Regions from separate parts of the Gasterosteus aculeatus genome. Here region 2 is linked to region 1. The links are chromatin contacts, called in public Hi-C maps. All regions are on one chromosome and are shown on one strand. The core of a region is the stretch at or near the end of the contact, and the rest is flanking DNA. Distances in the headings are between cores, read along the strand shown.

The links. A called contact is a pair of places that touch in the nucleus more often than the background predicts.
Region 2: a contact with region 1 is called in a Hi-C map of skeletal muscle, with 2.4 times the contacts expected there. The contact joins the promoter of sncgb here to the enhancer-like site in region 1. A contact is called at or near these places in 2 of 6 Hi-C or Micro-C datasets (both in skeletal muscle).

The regions. Positions count from the first base shown.
Region 1 is chr5:10,678,157-10,682,540 of fGasAcu3.hap1.1, forward strand. usp54b (ubiquitin specific peptidase 54b) reads left to right here. Exons shown (of 21, transcript XR_005712248.2): 17 at 1,750-2,573; 18 at 3,633-3,757; 19 at 3,858-3,989; 20 at 4,186-4,325. Among protein-coding and RNA genes, the nearest start is that of opn4b, 19 kb to the right of the region's middle. Within about 2 kb of position 1,770, at least 5 of the 9 cell types and tissues checked have open chromatin away from gene starts, as enhancers often do.
Region 2 is chr5:10,723,336-10,727,719 of fGasAcu3.hap1.1, forward strand. sncgb (synuclein, gamma b (breast cancer-specific protein 1)) reads left to right here and starts at 1,969. Exons shown (of 5, transcript XM_040175977.2): 1 at 1,969-2,483. The coding sequence starts at 2,363. It overlaps ldb3b (LIM domain binding 3b), which reads left to right. Exons shown (of 10, transcript XM_040175972.2): 10 at 1-37.

The DNA of each region.
Region 1 (4,384 bases), core at 520-3,019:
CCACTGTCCCAACCCCCCTTTGTGTGTCCGCAGCGGTGCCTGTCTCAAAACCTCCTCAGACCCCCCCTGCCTCCTCCCTCCCTCACTGGGTGTGTGTCCTCGGCTCGAGAGCTGTCCTTAAACCCGGGACCCCCCTGTGTGTGTGTGTGTGTGTGTCCTCTGGGTACTGGCTGTCTAAAAAAAAAAAAAAAACACCTCAACACCCTCATGTTTGTGTCTTCAGCTCATGGCTGCCCGGAAGCGCTGCACAACCCCCCCCGTTGTGTGTTTGCGCCTCAGTCACAGTGTGTGTGTGTGTGTGTGTGTGTGTGTGTGTGTGTGTGTGTGTGTGTGCGCTTTCTCAAAAAACACATTTGACTGTGTACAGCAACTTCTTTTGCCCTCCGTGTTTGTGTGTATGTTGCAGTGCGGTAAAAAAACAAAAAAGGCCGGCTTCGCTCGGCTTTGTGTAGCCGTCGAGGACGAGGAGAGAGGAAGCGAGGAAGCGGGGATGCTCTCTGCTTTGCTGCTTCGCGACGCTGCCGAGGCTTCCCTCTGCTTTTTGTTTCTTTTGCCCTTTGCCGCTGTGTCTGTGTGTGACGGAAGGTCGGTCGGCCTCCTCGCGTGTCCCTCGCGTGGGAAAGAGAGCTTTACTAGTTTTTCATGATGAGGTTCGCATTTAATTTTTAAAGAGAGAGGCAGCTTATCCACTGATATTGTAGAATAAATAACATGTCATATAGTTAAATAATAATAGAGTTATTGAGCCCCAGCGTCCCATGGATTTAATTATAATTTATCTATAATATTATGCTTTGGACTGTTGGTCAGACAAAACAAGCAATTTGAGCTCGTCCTGTTGAGTTAATGTCGTGTTTCATTAGAACTCATATTAAACTGCAGCAAAAAATTTGTAAGAAAAATCGATTGATTGTAAATCCACCAGCAGGAGGGTGGGCAGAGGGAGGAGATAAAGCCCGGCGCTGGGCTTCTTTTATTACCTTCCTCCTCTCCTCTATTGATCAACACAAGCTCCAGATTTATAGCTTGCTGTTGCAAAGCCTGCTGGGTAATTACTGAGGCTGGAAAGAGACGAGAGAGTTGAGTGTGGGGGGGATGGGGGCTCACGCACACACAGACAGGTTAGTGCACAACCTCTTTTAAAAAAAACAGACACACACATTTACACACTTGTGCTCTTGTCACATACGCACACAAACACGCATTAGTTTACTCTACACACACACACACACACACACACACACACACACCGATAGAGTACAGAATCACTGCAGAGAGGAAACCACTAATGTTCAACATAGATCATGTCCTCCACATATCAACGCATGTAAATCAATAACCTAACATAGTGGCCCGCCGAGACCGAATTACTGCAGACTGTCGAGGCCACATTCATTTTCAGCGTTGATCTACTGGATCAGCACAGCAGCGCGCAGATTGCTGTCTGGTAACGACATTCAATTCTTCGGAGCCTTCGGGTGTGCTGGAGGGTTCGGCCTGACGGTCACCGGAGCCGGAGAGCGTGTGCCTTGCTCATGGACAGCATGGCTTTGAGGCCGCTGTGTGTTTCTGCTGTGTGAAAGTGAGCTTGTATGTGTCTGTTTTCTGCTTGTTTATCCTGCTGTGCTGTGGTGACCTTCCCGCTATGCAGTAACTCACCTTACGTCAGAGCAGCTCTGTTTTTTTTATTTGGGTGGGGGGGTCCGTGCTGCTGGCTCACTGACACCCTCCTTCTCTCGTATCCTCCAGTGAACAGCCTGGCCCGGTCCAAGTACTGCTGACGCCCAATCAGGAGGAGGAAGAGGACCAGGCGACGGCCAATCAGGACGCTGCTCTGGGCCCGGACCCGCCCCCTCCACCTTATCGACCTGCTCCCCCTCGACTCCCGCTCACCCTCAGCATCCCTCACCCTTGCGCCCCTTCCGGCCAAGGGGAGGAGGAAGAGGGTGGGCCCGTGGGGAGGAGGGGGGAGCAAGGCCAGGGCGGCAGTGAGGGGACGGGGGTGAGGCTGTGCGAGTTGCTGCAGGCAGGGGGGGTGAGGGTCAGACCCCTGGGGAAGCACTTAGCCATCTCTCTGCCCTCGCTTCCTCTGCGTCTCTGGGACACACACACCACACACAGCGCGCACTCCGCACACCTTCAACCCACGCGCACACACCCTCCCCCTCCGCCCTCTCCTCCTCCCCCCTCCTCCCCGCTGCAAGCCTCTGGGCAGAGGAAACCTCTCACGCCTCTCTGGCAGCCGCCCCAGGCCCATTCCACCGGCAGCGACGCTCCGCACTGGCCGAGGCACCAGGCCGCCGGCGACAGCGGCGCGCGTCATTGGTCCTCCTGGAGTTTGGACCGCCCCGACGCCGTGGTGACGCCGTACGACACGCCCCCGGACCGATGTGTCCCCATCAGGCCGCAGACTTCCGGTCAGCGCCGCAGCCGCGGTTGCCAGTCCTCTCCGGGGCACTGCAGCTCCCAGCATGCCCCGGGGCGAGAGGGCGATCCCTGCTGTGACTGCGAAGAGGCCGAGCTGTCCGAGCTTGACTCCCTTTACCAGTCCAGTCTGCTGGCTGGAAAGACAGGTACACACGCACGCACACACACACACACACACACACAGGAGCTACCACAGTACAATTTGTGAAATTTATTACAGCGACACATTTACATTACAATTTAATTTTAATATTCAGCAGATCTGAAACAATTAGTATATTAATTATTTAATTTGTCAATTGTCAGAACATTGAATTTTGATTATCTATTCATTAATTAAACCAATTTATCAGACATTGTTGATAGGGAATGTGTCACTGTTAAAACAACAGTTCAAAGTTTGATTCCTATGGACAAAGCTATTCTGAAATGGAAACAAAAATCAGGTTTAGAATTTAAAACAAATAAAACCCTTTGTCCCAGTTCTACTCTACATGCGCTGTGCAGGTTTGGAGTGTGTTCGTAATGAAAAGGAGAGAGTTCTACAAATGAAAATGGATGAGCCACAAAAAAAAAAAAACCTCCTTTTAAAATATGTTATTTAAATAGGCATTAAAGCTTGGGGCCAAAATATAGATTTTTAAGGGGAATTGGTAGTATTTTATGGTCTCATTACCTGATATTCAGTATAAAATAATAATAATGTTGTATATGTAATATACAAACTGCAAAAGACAGTAAACTAAAAACATTGTAAAGTAGAGATAATTTATATTTTCTGCACACAATTTGTAGCACAAGTGGGTTTATGCAGGTTGTTGCTGCTGATTCTGGGAAATTTCAATATTCTTTTTCTTGTAAAACACAAAGGCCTTTTGGTGTGCTCACATGTTACTTTATGAAATCTCAGAACTATATATTAACATGTTTCCAAATCGTAATTACGCTAAAATATTAACACATTTATCTGGAGACTTTTTAATTTGCTGAGACGGTGCCACCATAAAATAAACCCTCCTCGGTTTTATGAGTTTATTCGATAAGCGGCTGCAACAGAAGTCTTGTTGAATAAATAAATAATCATAATCATTCACCTCTGATATGTAAGGTTTTATATGAACGTGTTAGAGACCATCCTTGAATGTTTGGGTTTTGACCTCCTTGTGTGTGTGTGTGTGTGTGTGTGTGTGTGTGTGTGTTTTCAGGCTGCAGCCCATCAGAGAGGCTCATATCGAGGAGGGTGGTGGGCCAGATTCGCTCCAGGACCCCCAACGCAGACATGGAAAGGAGTGTGTACGGGGCGGACTGCACCCCCACCTACCTCAACAAGGTAAGAAGGCAGGTCTCTTCAACCAGAGCCCCCACCCAACAGGTCATCTGTTGTCTCCGTCCCTCCCAACGGCTGACACAGACTTTTTCTCGCTCCTCAGCCTCCGATCGTGCGGGATCCGCGCTGCGGGGGGGAGCCTGACGACGCGGGAAACCCGAGGCGGATCGGACGCAGTCTGAGTGGCACGGCGGTGACCTCGCGCCGCAGCCGCCTGACTGCGACGCGTAGCTTCGTGAGTGTGACTCCCTGAGCTCTGCCGCCCCCCCGTGGTCGGGCCCTAGAACTGCACCTGCATGGAAGCGGCACTCCACGCGCGCCCCTTCTGTCCCCGCCGCGTGTCTCGTTTGTCCCTTTTCTTTGTTCTGCTTTCCGAATTCCAATCCGTCCTCGTCTCTCTGCTTCTCCTCGTTCTCTTTCTCTCTCAAAAGGTGAAGCAGGCAGACGTCAGTGCCTCTCCTTGCTTACTTCCTCTCTTCTGAGTCCCTGTTGCCATTGCACCACTGTCATCTCCTCCATCCTCCTCATCACCAACACCTTCTCATCACCACCTCCCTCCACCGCTTCACAGGTAAACACTGCGCTGGGCACGTGTGACGTACTGACATTTCTAGAGAGGGTTAGAATAGC
Region 2 (4,384 bases), core at 719-3,218, 45 kb after region 1:
TTATATCAATGTGAATAAATGTTTTCTTAAAACCATACAGCTGAGTGAAATGAAATGAACTTGTCACTCTCCTTTTTGGGAATCTAAAAACTGCAGGCATGACGAATGGAGCCGTGATTGATCGAAATAGACCTTCAGTGATCGAAATAGACCTTCGGTGATTGGACGATTGGACATCATCCGAAGGGAAATTGTTGCTATTCACGAATAAAAGGATATTCTCAAAATTCAATATTCATAACTAGAGAACAATTTGTGTTTGTTTATATGTTAATATATGCAAAGAAGAAACCTGTTTTACTCATATTAACTCTATTAACTATATTAAAGTAATTGGATATTAACATTAACTCTTAATTGGAAACAGCAGAGACTAATACAATTAAATTGGAGTTATAACTTATAACACTGAGCATTGCCTTTGCTGTCTGGTGATCCAGTCCTCACTATGATACATGTATCATTATAATATACACATGCAGGCTAGGGTTGCATACAGTCTGACAGGTGGAGCAGGCCCTGAACTTTTAAATGAAACCTGCAAGTTAAATCAGTCTCCAGTAAACCAGGCTTTCTCTGGATGTCTGAGGTCCTCATCGTGTCTTTGTCTCCACAATCTCATGTTTCAGTCACTAACAAGAGCTTGTGCAAACTGCCGTGATTCACATTTAGATTATAAAATGTAATCAAACTTCTGCTTTCCATCTTGCATTTCGCCAGAATTGTAATTAGACCTTGATTTAGAGACTATAAATCATCACACCCGCTGAGCAGTATGAAACTTTACCCACGTTGTGCTGTTGCACATACATGACCCAAAGGAGCCAGTGCACGTGGAGATACCTGCATGGAGCAAACCAGGAGATCACATGCAAATGTCAAAGGGAAAATAATTCTCATTGCATGTTGTATTACAAGCGCTGGGATGCAGAAATCCATCAATAAATATCTTGGAATACTGTAATCTTCTGATTACAGCATTTCAAATAGGCCAAGATTTAACCCAAGAGGAATCAACAGACAAGCTCCCACCACATATAGAATTAATGCCCATAATCTGGCCTTTGAAACTGTTCGCTATTAGTTTCTAGAAGAAATGTATCCATTACTAAAATGCAGATAAATTTAAACAGTCAGAGCCCTCAGTCAGCTGTCCTGCTGTGTCATGATGTCATGAGTGTGTAGCCCACTAGAGGGCAGTGAGATTATGTACAGAAACACTCAAACCAGAAGACATCCTCCTTTCTATGAACGTCACTGTGCTAAATATATCCATTTACTCTACTTTATTTCATCAGATATCAGAATGGACCAAATTCAAGTAGAAATTGGAGGGTTGTGACAGCTTATATTTCGATTGTGTTACCAAATATTGTGCTCTAAAATATAAGTGTATGTACGTGTGATGAAACAAAAATGGAGTGATTGTCTATCCGCTAAATTTCTGTTCTGCTGAGTGGGCATGTCCGGGAGAAATATGATGTGGCGAGGGGGGCAAGTGTGACTCATTAGGGTGAAGATGACAATGCATTTTCTCTCCTCCTCACAAGAATAAAAAGGGCTGCATATATATATATATATATATATATATATATATATATATATATATATATATATATATATATATATATATATATATATATATATATATATATATATATATATATATATATATTAAAAAGGGCTGCATATATATCTTATATATATAGACAACAGAGTATGTAAAAAAGAAATATAAATATATATATATATATAGGAAGTAATTCTATTGGGGGTCTAGCTGCGTGATTACAGATTACATGACGAAATCTCGCAAGGCATATGATTTGAAAAATCCTGGTGACGCTTTGCTGGTTATGTAACAGCACCCGACCTCATCGTCTAGAAAAGGTGTGTCCGGGGAAATCTGCCAATCAAAATACACAAACGGCAAGCCGGAGGCTGCGCTGAGCATGACTAAGAATCCTCCGGAGACAGATGGATGACAGGCGGAGGTGTGGCTGAACCGCGGGCTTGCAGCATGACTTGAAAATGCTGCAGCATCCGGCCGTCCCTCCTCCTCCTCCTCCTCTTCCTCCCTCTCCTCCTCCTCTTCCTCCTCTCTCCATCTTGTGCGTACCGGCTGTTTCCTCCCCCCTCTTTCTCCCAGTCTGCGTGCTGTAGTCCTGCCGTGCAGTCCTCTCAGACCTCTGTTGTAGCACCAAAGGGAGGAGGAGCCACCAGCACACAAACACACACACACGCACACACGCATACTGCCACAGACACACACGCTCACTCCCGTCATCTCTTCTGCACGCTCGCTGTAATCACCAGACAGGCCCGTTTGGAGCAAGGGAGCCCAGCCGTCTCGTTGCCCAGGATGGATGTATTTATGAAGGGGTTCTCCATGGCCAAGGAGGGTGTGGTGGCCGCTGCAGAGAAGACCAAAGCCGGCATGGAGGAGGCAGCAGCTAAGACCAAGGAAGGGGTGATGTATGTAGGTACGTAGCACATCGTGTCTGCAGAGCTGCACCGGGTTGTATTAAAAAAACGAAAGTAGGTAAGTTTGGGAGCAATGACCCCATTTGTGTGTGTGTGTGTGTGTGTGTGTGTGTGTGTGTGTGTGTGTGTGTGTGTGTGTGTGTGTGTGTGTGTGTGTGTGTGTGTGTTTGTGTGGTAGCACCGTGAGTTTTTGCACCGTTGCAGGGGGGTCCCATGGGTGTCCATGTCTGGGACACTTCTGAGGAGCGACAAGAACAGAGGGAGGTGAAGAAGGAGGGAAGAAGGAGGGGACGGAGAGAGCACTGGCGAGATACTGCTGCAGGACTGGTGCAGGGCAGAGGGTGGGGGTCTGAACGATTGAAGGATAGATGAGGTGAGGAGGGGTAGTTAGATGGAGATTGAAGTTTTAATCACGTAGCAGTACAGTAGCTGCAGGAGAATCGGTCTTCAGTGTTTTCTGAGAAATAAGAATAATTGAAATAGGAGAGGAGCGGAAAGATGCATTCTGCAGGATCTCTTGATTGCAACACCTCAAGCTTTTGTCATTTGCCCAATTTCCTCCACATTGAATGGTTTGTGGAGCCGTTTGCAGAAAGACAGGACAGGATTTACTCGACGTCCACAGAGTCCACAGGGATTCAATTTACAGAATAGTTGCCCTGCATGTGCTAGGCTGCATGCCTTTTTTAAAGGTATAACCATGGGTAACAAAATATAAACGTGTGAAGTCGCATTTAACGATGCAAGTACATGAGAACGGACACAGATAAAAAATGTGGAAAAGCTTCCAGTTGCTTTATGGTCAAGCTACGTTTTCCTGTTCTCCTCCGTTAGCTCAAGCAGCAAATGCGTCACATCTCAAGGTTACCTCGAGTGCCAGGCTTTTAGGCCGCCAGGAAGGGGAGGGGCCTTCTGATAGTAGGAGGATGGTCGAGGACTTGTCACAGTGGAATTCTTTGTCGTCGCCTGCAGTCGGATGCTTTCGTCACACGGCGGCTTCAAAAAAATCATGGTGATGATGATGAATGAGAAGAAGAAAAGAAATGCGATGGCATGAATGCAGGAGTCGACGTCCCGAGCTGAGAGTCGTGAGGAACGTGAAGAAGAGAGGGCAAGGATCACTTGAGCACTGCAGCAATTTACTCTCCCAGCACACCCTCCGACCTCAGCCCACGCTCGCGCTGGAGAACGCGCGTGCGTGTGTGTGTGTGTGTGTGTGTGTGTGTGTGCGCGTTTGTGGCGTTGCAGCAGCAGGATTTGCCTGCCAGTGTGGGCTGCTTTGATGACTAACCACCCCCCCCCCCCCCCCCCCCCCCCCCCACTCCCCCCAACAGCTCTTAAAACAACCAACCCATCCCGGGGGAAAGATGGAGGGATGCAGGAGGAGAGAAAAAAAAAAGGGAGAGAGGAGGGAGGGGTGTTATGTCAGAAAAAAGCTCTGAGCTTCTAGTCTCGTGGCTCCTGAATGAACAGATGGTTTGGCTGAAAGAGAGAGAGAGTCAGTTGACACACGGGGACGGAGGGAGGGTGGAGATGGAGGGACTACAGTCACTTGAAATGAAAAGCTGGACGTTCCAGAAGGTACAGGTTGGTGACGAGCCCGGCGAAAAAGTAACATGGCGGAAAATGACACGCAGACCCCAGAGGGGGAGGGAGGCAGAGGGTGAGGGGATGTGATCACTGAGGTGAGGAGGGTCGATGGTGGTAATAAACCTCCCTAACTGCCCGCTGCACAGTGAATACATCAGAGCGTAAAGAGTATCAATGTGTGCACGTCCGCTTTCACAAACAGGCCAGAGCTTTTTATTTAAGGCCTTAATGAGTGTCAAACAGCATGTTAAATGTCGGTGTGCTCCTGGGACGTCCTTCGCCTACATATCTTATTCTACAGGCTTAAGAA